Regions from separate parts of the Sus scrofa genome. Here region 1 is linked to region 2. A link is a contact called in public Hi-C data. All regions are on one chromosome and are shown on one strand. Each heading gives the region's core, a stretch centred on a gene start, on an enhancer-like site or on the middle of the called end of the contact. The rest is flanking DNA. Distances are from core to core; before and after follow the strand shown. Region 1 overlaps UGGT2 (UDP-glucose:glycoprotein glucosyltransferase 2). Region 2 holds the start of DZIP1 (zinc finger protein DZIP1).

What was found. A called contact is a pair of places that touch in the nucleus more often than the background predicts.
Region 1: a contact with region 2 is called in a Hi-C map of omental adipose tissue, with 2.2 times the contacts expected there. The contact joins the enhancer-like site here to the promoter of DZIP1 in region 2. A contact is called at or near these places in 4 of 5 promoter capture datasets (fetal liver, liver and skeletal muscle), 25 of 47 Hi-C or Micro-C datasets (adipose tissue, alveolar macrophages, blood and 13 more) and 1 of 2 datasets of contacts at active chromatin or transcription factors (skeletal muscle).

What each region holds. Positions count from the first base shown.
Region 1 is chr11:65,302,734-65,309,572 of Sscrofa11.1, forward strand. UGGT2 (UDP-glucose:glycoprotein glucosyltransferase 2) reads right to left here. Exons shown (of 39, transcript XM_021065792.1): 39 at 4,475-5,042. The coding sequence ends at 5,020. Among named protein-coding and RNA genes, the nearest start is that of DNAJC3, 76 kb to the left of the region's middle. Within about 2 kb of position 2,333, at least 11 of the 83 cell types and tissues checked have an H3K27ac peak or open chromatin away from gene starts, as enhancers often do. A contact at or near this core is called in adipose tissue, fetal liver, omental adipose tissue and 2 more, where this site is marked.
Region 2 is chr11:65,199,389-65,206,083 of Sscrofa11.1, forward strand. It overlaps DZIP1 (zinc finger protein DZIP1), which reads right to left and starts at 4,906. Exons shown (of 25, transcript XM_021065790.1): 1 at 4,584-4,906; 2 at 3,807-3,904; 3 at 3,240-3,453; 4 at 2,047-2,288; 5 at 1,386-1,934. The coding sequence starts at 2,049.

The DNA of each region.
Region 1 (6,839 bases), core at 1,083-3,582, 100 kb after region 2:
AGCAGGAAGGGCTAAACCCGCCAACCCCCACGGCCCAGGACAGCGAGGCCTTACCAGGTGGGCTGTTTCTCACTTTCCTTCTGTCCAAATCTCATTCTCAGGTTGGCTTTGGGGACTTTGCCTTTTCTACCACAATGTGCACATTTTAAAGTTCTGAAAGGAGTGCGGAGTCACAGCTCTCTCTGATCTCAGCCCAGATTCCTAATGTGAACAAAAGTGCTTTCCTCTCCGTGGATGCTTTGTGCAGGTCGTAAGGACCTGTGAAAGGAGAGCTAGAATACTTCCACAGAACCTCCCCAGAAAGCAGTTTACAGATTCTTAAAAGTCATGGTATCTTTGCCACACGTCAATCAACCCTAGTCTGCAAATACTGAAAATGCTGCCTGAGCTCAGGCTCCTCCCAGACCCGCGGGCAGGGGCAACCAGCAAGCGCTGTGTGTTCCTTCCCTCCCGCCCAAGTCGGGTTTCATGATGGATCCATTAAAAAGAAATGCAGCCACTCTAATTGCAAGGCACGTGGGTCACACCCCAGAGAGCCCCTGAACTCTGCAAACCTCCATCTACGCGGAGTAAATCCTCCCTCCCTGGGGGGCGGGCGGAAGATCTCTGCCTGGTGCTAGGATGCGGCTTCCCACAAGGAGGCATCCAGGTGACAGCTCCGCGGTTGCTGTCTTGGTCTGAATACATGTCCTGGTTCCAGACTCCACTGGAAGAAGACGTGAGAGAAGCCTCACCTCTGGTGTATGCCCCAGGGATGGAGCAGCTGGATGTGCAAGGGCCTCGGGCAGAGAGAGTTCCCAGGTCTTCCTGAGGACGTGGAAATTGAGGTTGTTAAAAAGCACAAGGGAGAATCCATTGCTTGAAGCATTTCTTGGTGGATTTGGGTTGTTCTTGTATCTGCATGGAGCCCGCTATTGCAGGAGATTCTATAAGCATAGCCTGTTATTTGTACATAAAGGTTTTCAGACGGCGTTTCTCCAAACGGATGTGATTTTTCTCTGAGGTGAAAGATTCTTTATAGATAGCAAAGGATAACTCCTCTAACAATGTTTCACTGTATTACCTTTTTCTTAGGATTTTGCTAATACTCCATATATATCATCTGTTGCAATGTTTTATTTCCTGCCATGTTTATGCCTTTGCAATGGTATAGTTTTAGTGCAAACCAGCTTCTCTTCCTCCTGGTATGTCGCACTCAGGTAGGGCCCATACATTGTGGCCTTAGGTCAAGGAAGTTTATTATGGGCACTGTGCAGTGAGGACAATTGGCATTATCAGATCCCAGATAAGGCTGTTTGTCCTGATCCAGGCCAAGAGCTTTTACCCAATGTAGTGAAGCCTGATGTTATAAATAAGCATTAGGAAACAATGCAGACATAAACATACTGGAGTAATTCTGGATTAACACTGATGAATGTTAGAGCCCTTCACAGCACTTGAAGATCACATCCGCAAAGCTCTCCACGTGCTGTGCAAACTCCCCTGTGTGACTTTGTGCCCTGGCTCCAGTCACCTCTTGTCAAAGGAACAGAACCACCCCCGTGCCAGTCTTTGCCCCATCAGCGCTTCCTCCTGCTTCAGGCCTCATCCTAAATGTCACATCTTCAGACCTTCCTGATACTTCCTCTTCCCAGCATTTCCATTTAGATATTTATTTAATGCCTATATATATATATATATATATATTTTTTTTTTTGTCTTTTTGCCATTTCTTGGGCCGCTCCTGCGGCATATGGAGGTTCCCAGGCTAGGGGTGAATCGGAGCTGCAGCTGCCAGCCTACGCCAGAGCCACAGCAACGAGGGATCCGAGCTGCGTCTGCAACCTACACCACAGCTCACGGCAATGCCGGATCGTTAACCCAGTGAGCAAGCGCAGGGACCGAACCCGCAACCTCATGGTTCCTAGTTAACCACTGCGCCAAATGTGAACTCCAAAATAACCTTTCATTTAAAGTGAAATCATATCAGTAGGAGGTAAACCTTCTATAGTTGAGATTTTATATGACTGATGTAGAGGACAAAATTATTCTCCAAATGTAAAGTCTTTAAAACACGTTCTAAATAAAGAGGCTTCACTCTAGAACTTCTCAGAAAATAGAATCCCCCCCCACCCCCCCACCCCGCCCACCCGTGGCACATGCAAGTTCCCGGGTCAGGGTCAAATCTGAGCGGAAACTGCAACCGACACTACAGCTGCGGCGATGCCGCGTCCTTAACCCCTGTGCCCGGTCTCAGAAAATGCGGGTTTTTATATTTGCTGTGCTAATAAACTGGGTCATGGGGAACAGCTGTCCCGTCACCACAGCACTTTGAGGCGCACTGTTTTCCACAGGATGGGCCGGCCCGCCGAGCCCACGCGGCTCACACTTGTCTGCCGGGACCGCCGAGACGCGGCCCTGTGTGCCTCCCCCCCCCCCGCCCCCAGAAGTAGGATCTGAACAAACCCACCGGTCCTTTGGAAGGAGGCGAACCCCTGCCACCTCATCTACCAAGTCCGGTCAGGACCGGCCGCTGGGCCCCCCGCCGCCGCGCTTGCCTCTGCTCTCCGACGGGGCTCCGGCGGCGAGGTCGGTGTCCCCGGGTCCTCTGCGGCTCTGGCGCGGCGGACAGCCCCCCAGGCACGCGGAGGCGCTGAGGAGAGGCTGCCCGGCGCTGCCCTCCGGCCGGGGAACCCTCCCGGCGCCGCCGGGGCCGCAGCAACGGGCTGCCCGGCTGGGTCTCGGGCGCTGGAGTCGGAACCCGGCGCCGGGGCGGCCGTCTCTCTGGGCGGTTCCCACGCGGGTCGCACGTTTACCACGCGGGCTATTTTCCCTCATGTTCGGGGTTTGCTTGAGACCTAAAAGGAAACGCCCTGACTCGAATTCTCAGATAAACTCTGTTCTGACTTTTCTGGGCGGCGCAGGGGAAGGGCGGGCTGCATCTTCTCCGCGGATGGAAAACACCGCTCTTCGCTCGCTCGCAGGATTTGATTTTTGTTCAAACTTGACGGGGCCTGCACCTGCGAAGCAGCCTTCGGGGTCGGGAATGTCTATAAACGCCCTGCGGGCTCCGGGCGGCGGCACCCCGGGCCAGAGGGGCGGTGGCCTCTGCAAGGCCGCGTTGCAGAAGCCCGCATCAGCTCCCCCAAGAGTCCCCCCTGAGGAGCGCAGCCCGCTGCATGGCAGGGCAGCTGATAGGCACTTGACCTAACAACTTGTAAAGGAGCCATTAAAAGTCTCCCCATGAAGTAATATTCATAAATCTGGATTTTCAGGTACAAGGTTATCATTCACCTGGAAATGAGATGGAAATTTAGCCATTCAACTCCCAAGATACTAACTACATTATTCTGCAGTTTTAGCTTAGATTCCATGAAACACAGAACCTGGCATAGTGCAGATGGCAGTAACCAGAGTGGAAATCAGGTGCCACTGCCTAGCGAAGTGCCAACTTACAGGCCGCTAGTCTTCTGCCCGAAACAGCACAGCAGACCTTGGGGTGCCAGGGTGGGAGCACCCAGCCTGGGCTAGAAGCTTATGGAGTCTGTCACGTCGTACCAAGCCCTGATCTTGTGCGTGACGCCAAGAGGAGTGAGCGGGAGACGCCCTGGAACGGGCTGCCTCACGCCGAGTTCCTGCTCAAGCCTTTTTTTCCCCCAGTACATATGCTGCCCAAGTGAGCCCCCACTCAAGCCTTTGACGGCATCCCTCAGGACCCTTCAAACCCACAGCAGTCATCTGGTTCCAGCAGGTGGGCCCCACCTGGAGCAGCCCACTTCATCACAGACGAACCCCAGTGACCAAGGGAGGGTTCCCGGGAGGGGAGCGGTCCCGTGACGTCCGGTTGGGGATGAACGAAGCTGCGGGGAGCAGTTATTTTCAAATACTCCAGGGCTGTGCCGGCAAATAGACAAGGACCGGGTTGCTCAGAAGCGCTCACAGGAGCGAGAGCAGAGACGGCGGGAGACAGCCCCGCTCCGGTGCGGCTCTGTACGCAGCTGTCCGACCACGAAGACGGACCCACCGGGTCTAGAGGCAGACAGGTGCCCAGGGCCCCGGGTAGTACCCAGAGGGCCTAAGGCCCCACCAGACAGGGCCGTGTAGGGGCTGGGCCCACTGGGTGGGGGCTAAGCTCTAATGCTCCGCAAACTGCACTTATCAACAGAGTCGCCTGGAGAGTTTCTTAAACAATCATCATTTCCCACGCTCATCTGAGCCCCACTGAACCCGCTTCTTCAGGGGACGGAGGCCAAATGACACTGAGCCCCTTCCAGTCCCAAGACCCTCTAATTCTAGAAGAGGTGGATAGTTTTTGAACATTTACCACTCCTATTCATCTATTATTAACATAAAACAGGAAAACAAAGTGTTTATAGTCTTAACTCAGTTCTAAAAAACCAGCCAGTTCTTTTTCAAAACGCATACATACCTCACAGCCCATGGATATCATTTTTTGAAATAAAAATTGGAAACATTAAAAAATACAAATACAGCATAGGATTAAGACATCATATGGTTTAAGATAAATAGGTGATTACAGTGTGATACTACTTCCATTTTAAAACAATAGTTAAGATATAAATGGGCTTAATGTTTTAAATATTCAGAGATACCATGAGTCCTTTTTCTTTCTCGGTAGAAAAAACACAAAATAGATTTCTCTAATTTTAAATACATCTTATGGATAAAGAAATATGGATGCGCACAGCTGGTATATCCCAGATGTGGATGGTGTGAAAAATCCCCATGAGGACAAGGTAGCCAGATACTTCCTTCGCTTCAACTGGTGAAAACCCAGTGTTTTTAAGCAATCAGGAAAGAGGAACAATCTAGTTTTAACAACTCAATAGTCAGTTCTTATATAACTTAAACTTATTCAATACATTAAATATATGTATTTTTAAATAATTTAAATTGAAGAATATATGTCACTGATCCTTAACGAAACTTCCAAAAGTCTTAGCAGTAGTTCCACACTTCCCCAGCAGGTGGCAGATTTCTCATCATCCTTTCTCATCTTCTCTCTTAAATAAGCCAGGGCTAGAGTTCATCATGTGTCAAAACTGTAGGGGAGGAAAGTTTATTTAGCTCTTGAGATCTTAAACATCAAATTAGCTTAGATCTCACTGCAGTATGAAATAATATAAAAAGCATAGGTGACTTGCTCCTGACTGAGGATACTCTCGTTAGTCTAGTACTTACTTGCTTTGTTAGGTGACATGAGAATAGCTCATTGCACATTATAGTATCTATTATATTGTATCATAACTACTTGCCTTTTTGCATAGACGTGAGCTCCCCCGAGTCTCTGAGAACAAGGACCGTATCTTCATCTTTGTTACCTCCAGGACCTAGCCCCCTGCTTGGCAATGGAGGCTTTGAAAAACACTAATAGATTACTCACCATGTAGAAAGCATCCTGTCATTAATGTAATGGAACAACAAAGACACATACGGTCCTCGCCTACGACAGGAGGATGGAGCATTCAAGCACAAACATCAACTTTACACAAACGTGAGACCCAACACTAGCGAAGATCTTAGCTGTCAGAATGGTTTCTGCTTTTGCATCACTGAGCTGTCACATACTGATTAAGAACAATGGCAATTCTAAATGATATTTTCAGGCAGAAATTGAAAAGCAATTTTAATGGATCCTGTTCCACAATTCAAGACCATAGATTCTATCTTTCTCTTCATTAAATCCAACTAGAAAGATAAGGAAATAAAGAAGGGAATAGCATAATGACGATGGGAGAAAAGGTTATGAGACAATATTGCAAGAGTTATCAATGACTTTCTAAACATAGAAAACAGAATATACTGTTGAGATGAGTTGATTTTCTTGACAGAGAAGCCTAGGAGAGCCTCCTGAAAGAAAACACTGGTGGGCAGTGAGTCACCCAGTGAAGCAACTGACTGAAGGACTGTATGGAAAATCTGTGTGTGTCAGCTCCCTACTCTCACTCCTCCTCCTGCACCGCAGAAAAAACTGACAGGCTCGTGTTTACTACAAAATAGAACGTGGAAGACTATTCTTGAGAAAGATAGAACAATTTATTGAGAGGGACTGATTGATTTCTGTATGGGTACTGAAAAGTTCTTGAGTAAAGTTCTCTCCTTGCAGCTTTTGGCCAAGGGGGTGTGTGGGATGGGCTCTGTCTATTCCAGGTCCATAAATCTAGAGAGAAGCTTGTCAGTTCTACACCATGTGAATATACCTAAAGTTACCAACTGACCCCTACAATTCAGAGAAGAAGCCTATTAGAGAAACAAACACATTTACACCATGAATGAGGAAACCCAGGCCAGCTATCTATGTCAATCAATCTAATTTTTAAATCGTAAATGTATACTAACAGGCAAGAATCTCTAGGCATTTGAAGAGGACAACAGCAAAAGAAAAAAGACTAAGATGAATACACAAAACAATTCAAAAAAAGTAAAGAAAGATAACCAAGAGAACCAAGAGATATTTAAAATAATCATAATTAATATTTTCCAGAGATACCGAAAAAGTCAATAAAGCTATATAAAATAAGAACAAATTAAAAGCAAGCAAGCAAAGGGAATTCCCATTGTGGCTCAGTGGCAATGAATCTGGCTAGATCTATGAAGATTCTGGTTCAACCCCTGGCCCAGCTCAGTGGGTTAAGGATCTGGCATTGCTGTGAGCTGTGGGGTAGGTCACAGGCATGGTGCTCAGATCTAGTGTGCTATGGCTATGGCTGTGACCGGCAGCTTCCCAGAAGGGAATGTTAGGGAATATAAAATATAACCACAAAGGGAATATTAGGGAGTATAAAATACAACCAGAGAAATATAAAGGATCATAACAGACTGCTGTGAACAATCATATG
Region 2 (6,695 bases), core at 3,656-6,155:
AATAGGCGATTACTGACATCAAGTATCACTTAATGATCATACCTAAGGGTTGTGTACTCAAGGCTAAACATTAAGATTTTCTAACTTCATTCTTTTCTGCCTGTTCATCTATTTCTAGCACACTTCTCTCAAGACTCCTATTGGGTCAGCCCTAAGCACGATTAACCAGTTTTCTGTTCCCTACACCCAGTTCTCCACATTCACTCTTGCTTTGGCTCCACCATCGCCTAAATCCACTGGAGAATGACTGGAATGGAAGGGTATGAAATCCATCTTGTCAGTTTACTGTTTACTTCAATATCTTTATCAGACATTTTGTGTTTCCTTCACAAGTTGAGAAAAAAAGATACATATGCTGATTTCTGCTACACTAAAAAATTACCATATTTATCTTGGGTTCAACGTCTACCCCATAACAGGTGGAAATTAAGGACAAAAGGCAAAATTTTTTAGTTTTTTAAATAGTCTTGTTATATTAACAACCATTCATGTTCTCAAGAAACACACACTTTAAAATGTTTAGAAGTCAGCAAGTCACTGCCAGATGTTCAAAACTAATAGTATGTATACAGAGACGGAGGAAAAAAAGCCAATATGGCAAATGGTTTTTTTTTTTTTTTTTTTTTTTTGCTATTTCTTGGGCCGCTCCCACGGCATATGGAGGTTCCCAGGCTAGGGGTCGAATCGAAGCTGTAGCCACCAGCCTACGCCAGAGCCACAGCAATGCGGGATCCGAGCCGCGTCTGCAACCTACACCACAGCTCACGGCAACGCCGGATCGTTAACCCACTGAGCAAGGGCAGGGACCGAACCCGCAACCTCATGATTCCTAGTCGGATTCGTTAACCACTGCACCACAACGGGAACTCCAGCAAATGTTAATAACTGGTGAATTTAGTTGAAGGTTATAAGGAAGTTTTTGCACTGTTCTTGCAATTTTTCTGTAAATTTTTAAATATTTCCAAATTTTAAAAATGAGGAAAAAAATCCACAAATTTAAGCATTCCATATTGTTTGCAGCCTGACCTCAACAGCAATTGGTACCTGGTTTATTTTTCACTACATCAATGAGGAGGAGGAGGAAAGGGCCTTTTAAACAACCAGCATTTAGATGATTCAATAAAGCACTGCAGACGTTACCTATGTTTAATTAATAATTAAACAGAGGTTTAATTATTAATCCTGTGTTAGTCTACACAAGGTAATGAACCATGTCACCTGTTGGTTAAAATGACTGTTTTGCTTAAATATGCTGTTTCTTCTGATTTGCAGTTCAGATTTAAAAAAAAAAAAAAAAAAAAGGCAGTGAAACAGGAAAGGACTTTCAATATCCCAGACAGTAGGAATTGAGGCTTTTCCTGGATAATCACAAGGCAGGTTCCCACCTGGTAATAGCTGGCCTTGGCCTCAATCATCAGCTGCTGGGTGGAGATCATCTTTTTCCTGCGTTTACACTCTTCCTTGAGGAACTTGATCTCCCCGGCCTGCTTGCTGAGGAGCCTCTTGCTCTGCTCGCCGTCGGCCAGGCTCAGGCGCAGGCGCTCCTCCAGGTGGTGCAGCTGCGAGGTGAGGAACTCCTGCGAGTGCAGCAGGTACTCAATGGTGAGCTGCGCCAGGCGGATGAGCTTCAGCAGCACCGGGTCCACCCCCGACTGGCAGTGCGGACACTTCTCATCCTCCAGCTTGCAGAAGGTGATGTTCATGATGTTCTCCTGCAGCGTGAGCACGTCCACGGCGCCCGCCACCTTGTCCACGTCGATGGCGCTCAGCCGCCGCCAGTCCACGCTCTCCAGGCGCGGTCGGAACTGGAAGAAGGGCAGGGGGCCCGACGCCACGCTGGGAGGGGGACAGGCCATGGCCGCGGCGCCCCCCGCGGCGGCGTCGGGTCCCTCCAGTCCGCTGGCGAGCGGGTAGTAGACGTGCTTCTGAAAGGGCTGCGGGAAGGAGACAGACCGAGAGTGGTGGGGGTGCTGTGGGGGCCCGTAGGGTTCCCGCCGCCCCCAGCCCAGCGTCCGCCGGCAGGCACTCCTGCTTCCCGCTGCTTACCATGCTTGGAAAGCTTATCCGCCGCCTCTGCTGGCATCCGAGGAGGGGGCGGTCCCGTCTACCCGGCCGCCTCCCGGGCCGCCGCCGCCGCCGCCGCCCCACCCCTCGGGAGCAGCAGAAGGCGGTCCCGGCGGCGGCGGCCTAAGGTCCGGGCGTCTAGGCCGTTGCTATGGCAGCGCCCTGGCCTAGACCCGGAGCAAAAGGCGAGCTGGCCAGCGCGTGGTCAGCGTGCGTCCAGGGCCCTGCGGGAGGGGAGAAAAATTCGTGGTTCATCCTGAATGGACACACCTGTCCACCCCAGAGAGCACACCTGTCCACTTACACTTCCTGAGCCTGACTCCCCTGGGCACCACCCTCCCTGGCTTTGGCGGGGACATCTCATGAGAAGCCACATGCTAGATGCTACCCTCTGATCCTGGCCTCAGGTTCTGAGATTTTACATATCTATTCATCCTCATCTTTCACACATAACTCAGAGTGTCTTAAGCAACAAATCTGTGATCTTGGGATGGCGGGGACTGGCTACAAAAAGACAGGAAAACACTTTTAGGGCCTAATCAAAAATATTCTCTATTTTGATTGTGCTGTTGATTACCCAGGCATATACATTTGTTAAAATTCACTGAATGGTATGCTGAAAATTAAGGGTGCATTTTGTATATTACACTTCAGTAATGTTGTTTTAAAAATTAAATTTGTAGTTAATTACATTTGGTGGAAGGCTTCCTAAATTTCTCACACCCAAGTTACTTTTTTAAGTGGAGTCTTGCTGGAATTCCCCTTGTGGCTCAGTGGTAACAGACCCACAACTAATAACCATGAGGATGCGGGGTCAGATCCCTGACCCCACTCGGTGGGTTAAGGATCTGGCATTGCAGGTGTAGGTCACAGACACAGCTCAGATAGGCATGGCTGTGGCTGTGGGGTAGGCTGGGAGCTCAGATTCTAGGCCTAGCCTGAGAACTTCCACATGGTGCAAGTGTGGCCCTTAAAACAAACAAGTAATGGAGTCTTTCTTCCTCTCTGGGTTGGCCACCTAAATAACACATTCTGATAGAAGTACAAACCAAAGAACTTCCCCAAATATGTGCTATTTTACTTCTCTGTCCAGGAGGATACATTTTCAAAATGTGAAGATAAAAGCAATTATATATCAGCTTTACCACCAAGTTTTGCAGGGCCCTGGTATTTACCTTACAAACTTATGTGGCAGCTGCATTCTGTTTTCAGGAGAGGCTAAAATGTTTCTAGCAGCAACTTGGGGACCTCAGGCCTCTCATTCTCGAGGTCTTCTGGGAGCTGCCTGTGGCTATCACAGAGATGGATGAACTGAGGAAAAGCCAGACATTCCTCAGTCCACCGAGAAGCCCCTTCTTGGACCAACCATCAGGAAAATGTTTGTCTTTCCTAACAGCCAAAGGACAGAAAAAAGGAAAATACAATTCAGAGTAACTGGAAGCAAAATTATAATATCAAATATTTCTAGCCCTTTCTAGATACTGAGAACTAGAAATAAGCCCTATGAAAGCATTCAGAAGCTAATCATACACTTCGTAAGAAGCTGCACATCCAAATAATTTTCAATGGAATTTTTTGGGGAAAAGAGCCATTACGGATTCACTGTAGCCAGCATAAAAGTCTTAGAGATCTAGCTTCAAAAGTCTGATTCTTCCATATACTTGCAGCCTGACCTAGAACAAGTTACATCAGACCTGGGACTCTGTATCCCTCTCTGTTTAAGGGGCGTCAAGGATACCGACCTGGCAGGTCTATGTACTGTGGACTCCATCCACTGGGCTGCAGGATCAGCGGGAACAAGGGCCGTGGTCTCTCTTGCTCACCGTTATATTCCCAGCACCTAGCATAGGTCAGGCACAGAGAGGCGTTAAGAATTTACCAAAAGGACACGTGGATAAAGAACGATCCGAATGAATTAGGCGCTTAGTTAAGTCAACATCAAGCTCTCAGACCCCGTCCCTCATATTTTCTGTGCCTCTGGCCTGTTAGGGAAATTCACGCGGGATCTGGGTCCAGCCCTTGGAACTGAAGGGGCGGGGGAGCTGTCTGCGCACCCCCATTGTATTCGGGGGCGAAGGAGGCGCGCAGGGCGGGAGGCGCCCATCTCGGTTCTCCGCCACCGCCCTGGCCCCGAGCGCCGCGCTCTTGGCCACCCTGGCCCCTCAGCTGGATCTCTGTCGCAAGATGGCCGGAACAGGAAAGCAGGGGGCACTTTTTCCCGTTTCCTCCGCCACCCATCCCTCCGCAAGGCCGCCAGCCGGCCGCTGCGCCTCCCGCCCCGGGCGCACCGCGGGACCGACCCGCCAAGACAAAGAACGAGGAACCCGGGCTCCAGTGGGGCCTCGGCGCTGGCCCTTAAAAGGCAAGACAAACGGGGAGTGGGGGCTGCGGCAGCCAGGCCAGCGGGGTCTGCAGCGCCTCGGCTCGACGCGGGGAAAACGGGAGGAGGGCCCGGCTTCGCGGGCACCGAGATACCCGGGTTCCCCTGGGCGCCTGGCGCATCCTGAGCCGCGGCTCACCCCAGCTGCGCGCTCCTGGGCGGGCGCCGGGCGCTGCAAGCGGACGGGGGCGAGGCTGGGGACGCAGATCCCAGGGGCGCTGCTGGCGCGGAGGAGCCCGTGGAGGCCGAGGAGCAGCCGAGCGGGAAGCGGCAGGCCGGCTCCTTCTTCCAGGGCGCAGGACGAGGCTTGTCTGTTGTGGGCAAGTTGTGGCGTGGAGACCGCCTGACGCCGCTCCAGGCCCTCGCAGATTCACCGCCGCCGGTGCCTCGGGATCCCCCACCCCCCTCCCGCCCCCTCCCCTACGCGATCTCGATGCGGCCTCTTCTCTCCGCGTCCCGACTCCTCTGGCAAGCTGGGCGGGACTGCACGTCTAGACCGCAGCGCAGAAATGCGCTCCACCAATCCCGCTGTTGGTGCAGACACGTGGTGCCGGGGCGCGCTCTGTTGCTGGCGTGGAATGCTCACCCCGGGAAGGCTTTTCAAAGAGTAACCAAATTCACTCCATCCCTGCGGTTGGCCTAGCCCTCAGCTAGCTAATTTCCCATAGAAGCAGGGGCTTTATGTGAATTCCTCCTAAGAGGAGATGCATTTTAATCGCACAAGTCTGCAGATGCCAGAAACCTTGAAGACGCTATCTAACGCAGCCTTGCACTTGATTGAAGGGGAAAACAGGCTTGAAGACCATATGCCGAAGCACACAGGATTTAAATCCACCTAGGTTTCCGCTTTGCTTTTGGTAATGCTGGGTTTAGGACCAAAGGCTTGGATCTCTGTTGGTGGAAAGTTTGGCGGTTGGGGACGGGAGATGTCCTGGGTCAAGAGAAAGGCGACTATTTTTAAACCTAAAATTGGAACCTGTGGTCTAACAACGGGGCACAATTTCGTATTTTTAAATAATGAGTGATCCAGAAACTATGCATATACTTAGCAACCATGAGGTTGACGCAGACTGAGAAATTTGAGGCACCTTCTGCAAAGTCTTAGTGTCTGCTGTCTATAGAATTTTTGTTGGATGACAAACAAAACTTAGTAGTGTAAAATGCCTTCCCCTGTGTTTCTTTTTGACCGAATTTAACAATACTTTATTTAGCGCAGGGCTTCAAACATAGTCATACCTCAGTAAGTATGTTGAATTATTTACTTTAGTTTTCACTTAAAATCATACAACCTAGGACAACTTTGGTGGGATTTTTTTTATTTGTCTAATTTTAATGCTTCAATTTGAAAGAGAATCCAAGATACCACAAAAATGCTCTAAAGTAGTAAAGTAGTATAGGTAAGGATATCTAGGTAAAATTTTCAGGCAATGTGAGGGAGATAAGGCCACTTTGCAAAATCTATGCTCTAGCTGTGTGTGTTTGTATGTGTGTGTTGCACACTTGCAGGGATTACTTAAATTGTGTGTGTGTGTGTGTGTGTGTGTGTGTATGTCTTTTTAGGGCTGCACCCGAGGCATACGGAGGTTCCCAGGCTAGGGGTTAAATCGGAGCCACAGTTGCTGGCCTATGCCACAGCAACTCGGGATCGGAGCCACGTCTGCAACCTAAACCATAGCTCACAGCAATGCCAGATGCTCAACCCAGTGAGCAAGGCCAGGGATCGAACCTGCATCCCCATGAATGCCAGTTGGGTTCATTAACCGCTGAGCCACGACGGGAATGCCAAGGATGCTTAATTAATATAATTTGACAATATACTGTTTGAATTATGGGTATTTCCCATTCCCTACTCTCAGTATGTTACCCCACATATGCAGAATTGGAAGAAATAAAATGAACCAGTTGAATTTGACATGGCATTGCAGCAGTCATATATTCTTGATCCTTTTAAGCCTTAAACCAATTGTAATAGCTGAGCTGGGAGTTGCTGTGATAATTAAATATTTTTTTTTCTTTTTAGGGCCACACCTGCAGCATATGGAAGTCCCCAGGCCAGGGGTTGAATCAGAGCCACAGCTGCTGGCCTAAGCTGCAGCCACAGAAGCACAGAATCTGAGCTGGCTCTTCCACCTATGCTGCAACTTGCACAACACCAAATCCTTAAGCCACTGAGTGAGGCCAGGGGTTGAACCCGCATCCTCATGGATACTAGTTAAGTTCTTAACCCACTGAGCCACAAGGGAACTTATCA